Linked DNA regions of Mus musculus: region 1 is linked to region 2. Evidence: chromatin contacts called from public ChIA-PET data. All regions are on one chromosome and are shown on one strand. Each heading gives the region's core, a stretch centred on a gene start, on an enhancer-like site or on the middle of the called end of the contact. The rest is flanking DNA. Distances are from core to core; before and after follow the strand shown.

Region 1 (6,557 bases), core at 3,239-5,738, 61 kb before region 2:
TGGTACATTTACACAATGGAGTACTACTCAGCTATTAAAAAGAATGAATTTATGAAATTCCTAGGCAAATGGTTGGACCTAGAGGGCATCATCCTGAGTGAGGTAACCCAATCACAAAAGAATGTACTCACTGATAAGTGGATATTAACCCAGAAACTTAGAATACCCAAGATATAAGATACAATTTGCAAAACATATGAAACTCAAGAAGAACGAAGACCAAAGTGTGGACACTTTGCCCCTTCTTAGAACTGGGAACAAAACACCCATGGAAGGAGTTACAGAGACAAAGTTTGGAGCTGAGACAAAAGGATGGACCATCTAGATATTGCCATATCCAGGGATCCGTCCCATAATCAGCCTCCAAACACTGACACCATTGCATACACTAGCAAGATTTTGCTGAAAGGACCCAGATATAGCTGTCTCTTGTGAGACTATGCCCGGGCCTAGCAAACACAAAAGTGGATGCTCACAGTCAGCTATTGGATGGATCACAAGGCCCCCAGTGGAGGAGCTAGAGAAAGTACCCAAGGAGCTAAAGGGAACTGCAACCCTATAGGTGGAACAACAATATGAACTAACCAATACCCCCCGGAGCTCTTGACTCTAGCTGCATATGTATCAGAAGATGGCCTAGTCGGCCATCAGTGGAAAGAGAGGCCCATTGGTCGTGCAAACTTTATATGCCTCAGTACAGGGGAATGCCAGGGCCAAAAAGTGGGAGTGCGTGGGGAGGTGAGTGGGGGGGAGGGTATGGGGGACTTTTGGGATAGCATTGGAAATGTAAATGAGGAAAATACCTAATAAAAAATATTTAAAAAATAAATAAATAAAATGATTAAGGCCGTGAAAAAAAAAACAATGGGAAAATTTTGTATTGCCCCTCTCTCCTCCTTGTGCCTAAAGCCTGCAGACCAGTGTCTTTCCCACCCAATCTCCGGGACTAGCGAGCTGCCTCTCTGCGCTTTCAAAGCACCAGTAGACAACCGTGTCTCTCCCTAAGGTCCCAGCGTGCGAGTTTGTGATCACAGAGGAGATACTTTGATAGATTACAGATTGTTCTCAGCAGCTGACCTAGACATAACATCACCACTTCCTGATCATATTGATATATGTTTCTATTATTTGCTTATTTGCGCCCGAGAAACAATTCGTTTTTGTTGTCTTACCATAAACAACACTGCACGGTCTCTGTATTAAATCATAATTATTTACCCGTTGCAGTTCATGCACCTTTGTCCCTGGGGAATCTAGTGACGTGAATTTACAGGAACATCAGGGTATTTCTCACCAACGGCTTCCTGTTATTGATGCTTTTGTTTGCTTGTGATCTTTTTTTTTTTTTTCACTCATTCAGTTTCTCAAGGGAAAAAACAAACAGGCACGTGACAATGATCAGAGTCATGGGATCTCTTCTGGGGACCTTGCAGATGTGTGTTTGTGAAGGGCTGAACCCTCTGACAAGGCCAAGCACTGTGGGATTGTGTAGACAGACAATTGCTTATCATTCATTTGTTTCCATAGCTTTCCCACGCGCCTCAGATCCCTATCTCAGTGAACAGGCTCTGTCAAAGAAATCCCACAGTCCTGGAAGAGACTTGTCTTGAGGTAAAAACTGGATAAAAACAGGAGACTTATTGATGAGATGCATTTGATTATTAACAACTCTGAAACAAGGCCAGGCGGTGGTGGCACATGCCTTTAATCCCAGCACTTGGGAGGCAGAGGCAGGTGGATTTCTGAGTTCGAGGCCAGCCTGGTCTACAGCATGAGTTCCAGGACAGCCAGGGCTACACAGAGAAACCCTGTCTCAAAAAACAAAACAAAACAAAACAAAAACAAACACAAACAAACAAACAAACAAACAAAAAAGAACTCTGAAATACCTGTATCCAAAGTTTACATTTTCACCTGCCAGATCATCTATTAGGTCACTCATGGGCCTATGGGTTCTCGTTGGCTGAAGTAGAAAACTGAATTTCCAAACCTCAGACACACAGAAAATATGCCCAAGTTATTTAGTCTTTCTGTACCATTCATTAGTCTAATGTGCATTTATCACGGTCTATTCAAGGGCCACTTTTAACCAAGCAGTAAGACTCCTTATCCCCAAAAGCATTCAGGAAATCACCACAGCTTTTTATAAGCCCCTCCTGTCTATCAGTATGCTAGTTCATGTGAGCCCATGACAGTCCAGAATTCTGCTGTCCAAGATGTCAGCCAACTATGGTTATTTAAATTTAGATTTACTAAAAGTAAATGATAGTAAAGTTTCTTTTTCCTTCCCTCCCTTCTACCTTACCTTTTCCCCTCCCATCTCTTCTTTCTTTCTTTCTTTCTTTCTTTCTTTCTTTCTTTCTTTCTTTCTTTCTTTCTTTCTTTCTTCCTTCCTTCCTTCCTTCCTTCCTCCCTCCCTCTCCCTCCCTCCCTCCCTCCCTTCTTCCTTCCTTCCTTTTTTTTCCTTCCTTCCTTCCTTCCTTCCTTCCTTCCTTCCTTCCTTCCTTCCTTCCTTCTTTCTCTCAACTGCCCACTTTCAATTGTCATCAGACACACAAAGCTAGAGCTCCCATCACGGACAGTTCTAAATATTAACAGCCCCATCCCATCCCTTCACAGAGCTCCTTTGGGCGTGATGCTCCGGGATGCAGCTTCACCTGCTGCTGAACCTTCCAGGTGATTATTTATTAATGAAAGTTGCAGCTAAAAGTTCACATTTGCAGACCTCTCGGTTTCTGTTTGCTACAGTGCTAGGAACTCTCTTGGACCTGATCGCTCCTCTTTTCATCTCCCGCCCTCAAGTTTCATTCTGAATAAAGAGCATAAACCAGTTTGATGATTTGTTAGCACGTCCCTCAGGGACTGTGCCGACTTAGACAGGTTAACAGTGTTTCGTTCCTTCTCTTTCTCCGTCTCCTTTCCTTTAAAATGTCAAGCAGTTGCAAGTTGAGTTGGACACCATATATATAAGTATAAGAGAGTCGGTTGTGCAAAGATTCTATTGACTGGGCCAGGAAACTGGCAGGTTAAAAGCACTTGGTTCATATGTCTGATAATCCTCAGTTGGATCACCAGAGCCATGGGTGACAGGGAAAACTGACTCTTGGAAGATGTCCTCTGACCTCCTTTGGCACACTCATGCACACACACAAACACAAACACAAACACGCAGGCATAGATATTAGATACAATCATTTTTAATAACTTGAAAATTCTGTTTATGTTCAGATGATTTTGACATCACTTTTTGCTTATACAGCAAATTAAATATTGTTACCTCTTAAATATTGTGTTACCTCCCCCTACCCCCACCAGCCCCTCCACCTAAGGCACGGTAGCTAAAAAAGTTGCCCCGTTAAATTAATGACTGACTTAATTTAATCTAAGTACTGCCTTCAAACCTTTGCTCAAGGCACAGTAACAGAATGTAACCATTACAAGATAAACAGTGCCTGAGTAGGAAGAGCGGAGGGCATGCACTTAGCCAAAGAGTATCTTTTTAATTTATAGACATGTGGTCCTGGTATTAAACTGAAGATTCTTTTTCAAGCAAAGAAAAGATAGCTTCCATCTACCCACTTTGTTCCTGGGACGCCTTAGGTTTGATTCTAGGGAGAGGCGTTCTCTGCTGAGAAGGATTTTCATGTCCGTGGATCAGATCTCTTGCCAAGGTTTTACCATCACCTGAAGCAGTGCATGAAGCAAAATCACAAACCAGGCTTCCACCAAGCTCCACCCACTCCCTTCCAGGCTTAGATCTAGGCATGGGGTGAGCACTAGGCCCAGCAGCAGAGCCACCCAGCAGGACTTTGCTCTGCAGTTTCTCTCTTCCTTTATTAAACTCCCTAGCCTAGAGGCAGCCAGCCTAGTTGTTCCTCAGCTTCTCCATCTACAACATGCTTCTCTCACACAGAGGACACTGTGAAGACTGCACACTGTCAGACTTACAGAGCCCCCCTCCCCCCCCAAAGCCCTGGCACATGGTAGATGTATAATATTAAGAGTGCTAATTTTATCCCCTTTGTATTTGCATCCAATGAGCAGGGAAACAGATAAACCAAACGGCCACCGCTCACTAATAACTAACATCAGAGGCAGAATGTGGCAAATGGCTGGGAAGGTAACAAGCAAACGTGGCAAATGTCTTGTGAGTGCACAGGAAGGAGAGTGCTTCAGCGGCAGACAGTGTCAAGGAGGAAGCGGAAGTGGAAGCTTTTGTTTTGCAGAGTCACAAGATGCTGGGAAAGCAAAGGAGGCCAAGGCAGTCACTGGACTGATCCAAAGAGTGTATGTGTAGGTCGTACAGAGAGAGAGAGAGAGAGAGAGAGAGAGAGAGAGAGAGAGAGAGAGACAGAGACAGAGACAGAGACAGAGACAGAGACAGAGACAGAGACAGGGAGATAGAGCACCATGTGAACAAGGGAAAGAGGAAGGGAGAGAAAGGGAGGGAGGGAAAAGGAAAGGAGAAGGGAGGGAGAGAGGGGGGAGGGACAGAGACAGAGACAGGGAGATAGAGCACCATGTGAACAAAGGAAGGAGGAAGGGAGAGAAAGGGAGGGAGGGGAGTCCCTGTGTAGTATAGCCCTGAGATTGTAGAGCACTAGAAGATCAGTCTGGAAGCAGAGGGCATGAGCAAGCTGACAAAAGTTTCAAAGGCCAGTGCAGACAGACATGTGCTGCCTGTGGGCCACAGGCTCCACGGAACTCAGGGCTAGGAACGCTGCCCAACATAAACCGTAAACATACTTATAACATTAGGAGATCTATCTGGAAAGAGCAATTTTGGGGGCTTGACTAAATTGATTGTTTTGTTGTGTGTTTGTTTGTGTGTTTGTTTGTTTGTTTGTTTTTCAAGGCAATGTTTCTCTGTATAACAAGCCCTGAGTGTCCTAGACTTGCTTTGTAGACCAGGGTGGCCTCAAACTTACAGAGATCTGCCTGCCTCTGTTTCCCACCTGCTGGGACTATAGGCTTGCACCACCGTGCATGGGGCTGTAATTGTTTGATTCTTAAGTGTGGACTTTGTGCATGACAACACTAATATGTTGTCTCAATGTCAAACAGGGGACACACCTGGAATTTAATTAAACCTTGATAATTAACCTCATGACCTTGTTAATGGTCTCCTTTTCCCCTGCTGTGGCACATACAGAGAACAAATGTTTGTACAGCACAGTGTGTAGACAGGTGAGGCTGCCTTTGACAGAAGCTGCAGAGAAGCTCAAGGGAGGGCTGGAGTGGTGGCTCAGTGGTTAAGAGCACCAACTGCTCCTCCAGAGGTCCTGAGTTCAATTCCCAGCAACTGCATGATCTGCATGATGGTTCACAACCATCTATAATGGGATCTTTCGAGACAGGGTTTCTCTGTGTAGCTCTGGCTGTCCTGGAACTCACTCTGTAGACCAGGCTGGCCTTGAACTCAGAGATCCACCTGCCTCTGCCTCCCAAGTGCTGGGATTAAAGGCGTGCGCCACCACTGCCTGGCCTGGTGCCCTCTTCTTGTGTGTCTGAAGACAGCTACAGTGTGCTCATATAAATAAGATAAATAAATCTTTAAAAAAAAAGAGGTCACGGGATCACCATCTCCACACACCTGTAACTGCTGTGATAAACATGGTAGCACAACATTTGGGGTAAGGGTGAGATCCCTGCTCTAAGCAATGGGGACAGGAGAGGATTTGAGAACAGGCTGTTAGCACTGGGACTTCCTAGTCTCTTGTCAACAGTCCAAACCGTAAGTACATGTCTGCTGAAGTCCAGAGAGTGTTAGAAGACTCTGGGGGAAAGATATCCTTATATACTGAGCTTTGGCTCAGTCTTCTATTTACAAAACTAATTGTTTGAGTAAGGGTGTCCAACTTAATAGTATATTTGAATACATAGAAGTACAATTTACTTACATTCAGTTTCCTGGTAGGAATGGTGACACTCTTGAAATCAAAGCATGTCCGTGCCCGAATGGACAAGCAAGTTATCTCTTCCCCAGAACAAGAGAGTTACAGAAGGAAATGCTCCAATCGTTTGTCTGAACTGCAATCCTTCGCTTAAGCTTCAGTCCCTGGCTGTTACCCGTGCTCTCAATTTTCCTGACTCTGAGGGAAACTTTAAATGTGTATACAACACTGAAAATTATGAAAGCTTTTGCCCAGCCTGGAGTAAACCACCAAGGTACACGGTATGCTTATCCAACCATGTTAGCAAGCGTTGGGCCCAGCAAGGCTGCCAGAGGTCTTCCTATCAATAGTCAATCATTTCTTTCTCTCTCTCTCTCTCTCTCTCTCTCTCTCTCTCTCTCGATTTAGTGTGTGTGTTCCTAAGTATTAGACTTTGATTTAGTCTTCTGTTTACAAAGCTAATTGTTTGAATAAGCGTGCCTGGCTTATTAACATGTGGGAATACTCAGAAGAACTGTTTATCTATAGCCAATTTCCTGGTGTGAATTGCATGTCAGTACCCAGTATCTGTGGGTGAGGATGTGCATGTGAGTGTAGGTATCTTTAGATGTCAGAAGAAGGTGTAAGATCCCCTGGAGTTGAAGTTACAGACAGTCATGAGCG
Region 2 (7,180 bases), core at 556-3,055:
TAATAAAAAGCTATACCGTTGTGAGTCCTTACTGTAAAGAAGCTAGCTGGCAGAGGTGTTCCAACCCCGCCATGCTAAAACTGTCTTTTACCATTTACATCTTGCTTGCATCCAGATCATGTTTACAAATCACCCACCCTCTTCTGTTCCCAGCATCAAGAAAATATGGTTAAGAACAGGTACGACCATGCCCACCTGGAAACTTGGAATAAAGGCACACGAGGGATCAGTACAGGGCACGTCAGTAGTCTCGGAGGTCAGTTGACAGTTCATGGGACACTCGGGTGGTGCTAACAGGTTTGGCTTCGTAAGGCTGTGACTTTTCTCAAGCTCTCTCCCACCATCTCACCTTTTGCTCTCCTTGTTTAGCAGGAAATCGCTGCCCTGGGTGTGTTTCTTTCGCTCAGTGTTTGGAAAGTTTGCTGTGGCTGCATGGGATACTGCTGACCAGGGCCGTGTGCTGAAATGAGCTTATTAACATCCACGCTACTGCAGGCAAACCAGGAGATTTGATCCAGTTCCAATGCTGTGGCTTTGGGCAAACGAACCACTCTCAGTTTATCTTAGTTTATTGCATACTTGCTGTGCTGCCTTCTTCACAGATAGAGACATGAAGATACAAATGATCAGGGAACGGGAATTTTGAAAATCGCTTAATGCATTCAACTTACATAACAGTTAAATTATGCTATATAATGAATAATATTAACTTTCATTCTTATTTTCTTATCAAAGAACAGTTTTGTAAGATTCTTCTGACATCTACCAAGCATAACAGTTTTGGTTGTTTGTTTGTTGTTGTTGTTGTTGTTTTAAATAAAAGACAGATTTCGTAAATCTTAAAAAAATTAAAAGTTTTGTAAGTTTTGGTAAATGGGGCTCTTGTGGCTAATCTTATCTAAGTATGTTTGAGCCTACATTATAATGTATGTACTTGCATACATGGAGAGACTCCTGCAGAATCCTGAGTGTGATGGATAGAGGGTGTATGAGAAGGCCTGGCATTGTGTTGTCATGTGTCACTGGGAAGACTGATGACATACAGTCCTTTTAACAGACATTATTAAGGCCCTGGGTAAACATGTGGTCATTTTCAACTAAAATTGAGTCAAAGAGAGTTTGAGTAAAAAATATGTTGCCAGTATTCCTCTTTAATAACATTATTAAATCTCTAAAAAAAATGTAACTAAAATTTAACCAAATCTGGTCACATTTAAAGGAAATGGTAAGACAAGGAATGTGCATCCTATGAGACATGTGGGTTTCTCTGGATGACATTCAAGTGACATCTAAATCACACCGTAAAGCTTTCGAGGATCTGTGCGAGACTCTGTCCTTCTCCATCACAAATCCATCCATGCAAAGAGGCAAAGGGGAAGTAAACCCGATAGGCACCGTTTCATGCTGAGGGAACTGTTAGAGCATTGGTTCTTAGTGCTGCGACCTTTTAATAGAGGTCCTCATGTTATAGTGACTCCCAACCATAACATTATTCCATTGGTACTTCATTACTTCATTTGGCTATATAATGCAAATATCTAATATGCAGGATATCTGATATGAGACTCCCAAAGGTGTCGTGACCCACAGGTTGAGAGCCACTGCTTTAGAGCAAAGAACAGCTTTCAACTGTCTACACCTCTCTGGGGTCTTCTGGCCTGCGTATCTTTTATTCCTTCACCCGTTGTACCGGAACTTCCCCCAGACTAATAGAGGCTTTGAAACCTTGGGTGTGAAAAATCTAACGTCTGGGACGTGTGAGGTGAGAAACCTGCAAGAACAACAAGAACCAAAACCCATCTTCACAGTCTCCTTCATCAACCACGAAGCAAGCAGTTTGTCCGTGCTCCTTAACACCGAAGCCCTGTAATTATGAGGTTTTCTTCATGGGCTCTGGTTTCCCTGGTGGCTGGCGTTTATATGTCTTCAGAGTGTAAGTATCCCATACCCCTGGCTTATGTGTAATGATGTGAATCTTTAGTGATTGTGTTGTTATTCTGTAAACAGTGTTTCCCCTCTTACCTGTTTTGGTTTATACAACTGCTAGCCGGAAAAGGTACACTAAGTATTGAGCACCGTTGTTGTTTTATTAGTCTTAGAAAGGGATATAAGGGTAATGGTGCCTGCTATCAGAGGAACGAGATGTCACTGCTGGATCGTGTAAAATCTTTTGGCTTACTTTTGCAGGTTTCCATACTGAAATTATTGGAGGGAGGGAAGTCCAGCCGCATTCCAGGCCATTTATGGCGTCCATCCAGTACCGCAGCAAGCATATTTGTGGAGGAGTCCTGATCCACCCACAGTGGGTGCTAACAGCCGCCCACTGCTACTCTTGGTGAGTCCCCTGTGCTTTTCCATGCAGGTGGTTGTCTATGTCCAAGATGAAGAACACACACAGGGTAAAGTCTAGTCAATGAATTAAGTACAGTAAGATTAACCAAGGCGATAAGAGGACAATTAAATCAATCTACTCTCGTATGTCATTTAAATTGCATGTATCATTTATCTCTGGAATATTTCATGTAATGTTTGCTACAGCAGTGGACCGCAAGCAACTGAAATTGCTGAGAGGAAGCCTGTGGACAAGGGGAAGTTACTGTCTCTTCTTTGGTGGGCTTTTGAGAACTGGTGTTTCTATTTAGATATTTCAGCAGAATATTTAACACGTTCAGTAAGCAGAGATACATCACAGAGGACACTGTGAGTGTGTGCCCTGGTGCTGGATTTGCAGACTCCTTACTTCCTCAGCCTTACCCTTCACCCCAGAATTCCAAGGCTCACACTCTGGAAATCACAGCAGTAAGAAGCAGGCACTTCCTGAGGTTGGGGGAGCACAGTTAGAGAAGGTTTATAAAACGTGAAGCAGAACACGGTATTCGTCTTTAGGATATTGAAAGGAGGCTTTCCAGACTGTGGAGGACAACCTCCAAGTCTCTTTCAGCTTAAGATGAAGTATAAAATCTATCTCGGGTTGCTGCAAAGATACCCCTGATGTGATCTATCTCAGGTTGCTGATCTCGGGTTGCTGCCAGTAGACCCCTGATGTGGCGCTCACTTGAGTATTCTGACTTTGTTTCTTCTGTTTCCATATTTGCTTTTTAAAGCTTGGCTCCCAGTTCTTTTTTCCCTTACAACAGTATAGTGTTTCACTTAAGAACTTATTTTAGGGACTGGAGAGATGGCTCCGTGCTTAAGAGCACTTACCGCTCTTATAGAAAACCAGGGCTAGACTGAAATGGTGGTTCACAACCATCAGCTAACTCTAGTTACAGGTATCCAATGCCCTCTTCTGATCTCTGCATGTACCATGCATGCATGTGGCACACAAACATACATATAAGCAAAACACTCACACACAAAATAAAGTGAATAAAAGCAATAAAAAATAAGCAGGCATGATTTCATATGCTTTTAATCCCAGTACTCAGGAAGCAGAGGCAGGCAATCTGTGTAAGTTCAAGGCTTGCCTGGTCTGAATTCCAGACTAGCCAAGGATTGATAGGCATACATATAAATGCACACACACACACACACACACACACACACACACACACACACACATATGATTGTTATATACATCAAAACCAGCTAAACAAAACAACTGACTTGATTCACCCTGCTTTGGGTAGTGTATGGTGTATGGTTGTCCCATTTTAATGGAACCATGTTGGATGCTCAGCAGCCTGGAAACAGGGAAACGACAACCCCTCTGTTCCTACAGAGTGAGTTGCTGGATTCCACCATCACATCCTCACCCACCCTTGCACCTCCCCCCCACCCACCCAGACTTCTCTCCTGCTCTCTGCAGCACTAGAGAATTTCATTCAAAGCGAAGTTCGTGCCTCTCCAAATACCTGCTCACTCGCAGCTCCCCAGACACGGAGCTAAATGTAGAGACGCTCGACAAATGAGGTAGAAAGCAGAAGCGAAGGAGAGGATTTGGGTTGGGGGCTAAGTGTGAAACGTGGCATATGACGTATGAAGTCCCAGCAGGAAGGGGATAATATTGTTATTTTTTAAAAATTTGCCTAGAAGATTAAACTCAAGGAAAGCACATTTACAAATTGGAAGAGGGAAATAGCTTTAAAATAATAATAATAATATAATGGAAAGGGAAGGGAGAAAAGAAGGGAGGGGGAGAAGGAAGGAAGGAGGAAGGGAGGGAGGGAGGGAGGAAGAACTGAAGTGTGGTCTTGGTGTCTTACAAAAGGGCCTTGGAGTTTAAAAAAAAAAAATCTTGCTAAATATTATTTTAAATGGCTGGCATATAAACAACTCTGAACTATGTGGATCGAATTTCCTCCAAGGGAGATTTGGGTGTAAAAATGTAGGCAGATCACTGCTTGGAAAAATATTAAGTCTTATGAAATTCAAAATATTTATGAAACAGTTCAATGGTGGCTTCCCACAAATGTACTCAAAGGCTCCTGAGGGAACAGTTTACCAAGCCAGGCCTCCTTTCAGCACAGTGACAAAGTAAGCCAAATTTGGGAAGAAGTCTCTCTCTCTCTCTCTCTCTCTCTCTCTCTCTCTCTCTCTCTCTCTCTCTCTCTCTCTCACCACCCATGTATTCTATTCCTCCCTCCGTGTCTTCTCAGTTATCCATGGTGGCAAAGGCGGGAGGATCTCTAGTTTGAGGCTAGCCTGAGACACCTAGCAAGGCCCGGTCTACAAGGAAAGAAAGGCAGAAGAAATACAGTAAGGAAAAACCCACTTTTGCATAATTTACTTTGACTGGTCAAAAGCAAACCTCTTACCCCTGTGCCTCCCTCCTTCCTTGAGTCTCTTCTCTCCTGCCTAAGTAAAGGAACCGTCCTGGACCCCTCCCACACACCTCCAGTTTCAAAGGCAAAGGAATGCAACTGTTTCTTATTTTATTGTTCTGGGGCTTGAACCCTTGGGGGAATTGAACCAGAGGCCTTGTGCCTGCTAGGCAAGCGGTCTACTACTACACCCCATGCCCAAATCAAGAGCTCTTACCCTGCCTGGGTGTACATCCCAGACCCTCCAACCTACTATCTTCTTGGGTTCAATTTACTTAAACCCGCAACCGGCAGACCACATGGCTCCAGCCTGTGGGAAGCCACATGTGCCTTTGCAGAGTGGCACTGACTACTGCTGGCCACCATGCATAAGTTTGGACAAACAACCAATGTGTACATATGCAGTAAAGTTTTTTGCAAAGACACTGCCTGGCCCGGGCATGATAATGAGGCTTTGGGAATATAACCAATCAGATGTGAGACATGCAAATGAGGTATGATAATGAGGCTCTGTGAGGTACAAAGAGAGAGTAGCCAATCAGATGAGGAACATGCAAATGAGGCTTAGTGCATAACCAATTCGGGTGTGAGACACGCCTCTCTTAGGCCTATATAAGCAGCACCAGTTCTGGGCTTGGGGTCTCTTCGCCTCTGCAATCAAGCTCTCCCAATAAACGTGTGCAGAAGGATCCTGTTGCAGCATCGTTACTGCTGGCCAGTCCGGCGCGCCAAGACCAGCCAAGTCATCTCAATTCAGAGGTCTCTCTGGGCCGAGCTCCTGAGTCCCTTGGTAGATCGTTGCCACGCCAACCCCACACAATGACGGTCCAGCCCACGTTCAGCCACAAAACACCCATTTACCCCATAGAAACAAAAGTCAAGAAGCTTATAATTAACCAATCAGATTTATGTATCAATAAATTCTCAATTTACAAGATGCCAGCACAATAATTTCAGAACCAATTGAAAATGATAAAAGCTTTATCCCAATTATTCTAACCTTATGATATCGTAACTACCTGTGGCTGGTTAAAGCCACATTGGCTCAGTGTGCCTCCATCTTGACCTGCCTCCTTCTCTCTCCCTATAACTCTTAGCTCCGCCTCCCTTCCCCCTGTCCAATCACAGGCCTCCTGCTGCCCTGAATTTTTTAATGTGATTGGACAGGGAAAATCCTGTCACATGAACCTCCACTTCCTGGTCCGTAAAATGAGCATCATCTTCACAGGTAGCTCACTGGGCTGCTGCTTTGGCGATGGAAAAGTATGAAAAGCATAGCGCAGAATGCAACACCTTAGCAAACGTTATCAACTGTACCGTCATTGTGGCCTTCTATGGCAATAACCAGCCATGAACACGGTGGTCCTCTTGTATTGATGGTGGGACAAGACTGGGAGTATTTTGCTTTCTGACAGCCAGCAACTTTTCTCTGTGTGAGCAAAGAGAGATTCCAAGACATTGGAACCCTGCCTTTGATGCCAGACCTCAGGAACGGCTTTCACCAGGAGCTCTGCTCAGCATCAAGACAGGCTGGCCGAAAAAGCAAGATGTTAGAGAAGCAGAGAAAAGAGGGAGGGAGGGAGGGAGGGAGGGAGGGAGGGAGGGAGGGAGACAGGCAACACGGAAACAACACTATACCCGAAGGTTTAGGTTCTGTATCCTCTCTGTGTGAGATGGGTCACTTCGAACCAGTCAGAGGTCTAATGAGACAAATGCAGCCCAGTGACTTTTATGCTGAGAAGAGTATCTGGGCCCCGTTGAGAAATATTGGCAGTCATCTTCAGCAGAGAGTGAAAGAAAAAACATACTATAAGCAATACTGTGATTCTACTCCATATGTAATTCCATCACTGGGCAGTCAGGGTGGGACTTAGGAAACTCCATACAAATCCCTCCATATGTGTAAGGCCACTCCTAGAAAAACTTTCTGATGTACAAATTAATGAGCCTGACGCTATTACTTCTCTCCCGTGCAAATTCATATCTAGATTGAAATAAAGAGAAGGATCGAGTAAAGGGACATCAAGTAAAGGGACTTACTATGAAGCTGCCTGACAACCTGAGAGCTGACTCCCGAAAGCTGTCCTCTAACCTCTATGCACACACCACAGTACGTGTGTGTGTGTGTGTGTGTGTGTGTGTGTGTAAAAAAGGTTTTTGTTTGTTTGTTTGTTTGTTTGTTTTTAAAGAAATAGAATCAGATGAGTGGTGGTGAGCACTCCTTTAATTCCAGCACTCAGGAGACAGAGGCAGATTAATATCTGTGAGTTTGAGACCAGCCTGGTCTACAAAGTGAGTTCTAAGACTGTTACACAGAGAAGCCCTATCTCAAAACAAAACAAAACAAAACAAAACAAACAAAACAAAACAAAAACTCTGTCTCAAAACAAACAAATAAACAATAGACAACTAAATAA

The links. ChIA-PET counts read pairs in DNA pulled down with a chosen protein or histone mark.
Region 1: a contact with region 2 is called in an RNA polymerase II ChIA-PET map of effector CD8 T cells, with 14 read pairs. The contact joins the enhancer-like site here to the promoter of Gzmk in region 2. A contact is called at or near these places in 1 of 39 promoter capture datasets (macrophages), 1 of 15 datasets of contacts at CTCF or cohesin (CD8 T cells), 2 of 484 Hi-C or Micro-C datasets (nephron progenitors and neural stem cells), 5 of 115 datasets of contacts at active chromatin or transcription factors (CD8 T cells, effector CD8 T cells, embryonic stem cells and 1 more) and 1 of 9 other capture datasets (adipose tissue).

The regions. Positions count from the first base shown.
Region 1 is chr13:113,239,967-113,246,523 of GRCm38.p6, reverse strand. No RefSeq gene overlaps it. Among named protein-coding and RNA genes, the nearest start is that of Gm41069, 17 kb to the right of the region's middle. Within about 2 kb of position 4,488, at least 43 of the 459 cell types and tissues checked have an H3K27ac peak or open chromatin away from gene starts, as enhancers often do. A contact at or near this core is called in CD8 T cells, effector CD8 T cells and macrophages, where this site is marked.
Region 2 is chr13:113,175,590-113,182,769 of GRCm38.p6, reverse strand. Gzmk (granzyme K) reads left to right here and starts at 1,805. Exons shown (of 5, transcript NM_008196.2): 1 at 1,805-1,933; 2 at 2,188-2,335. The coding sequence starts at 1,873.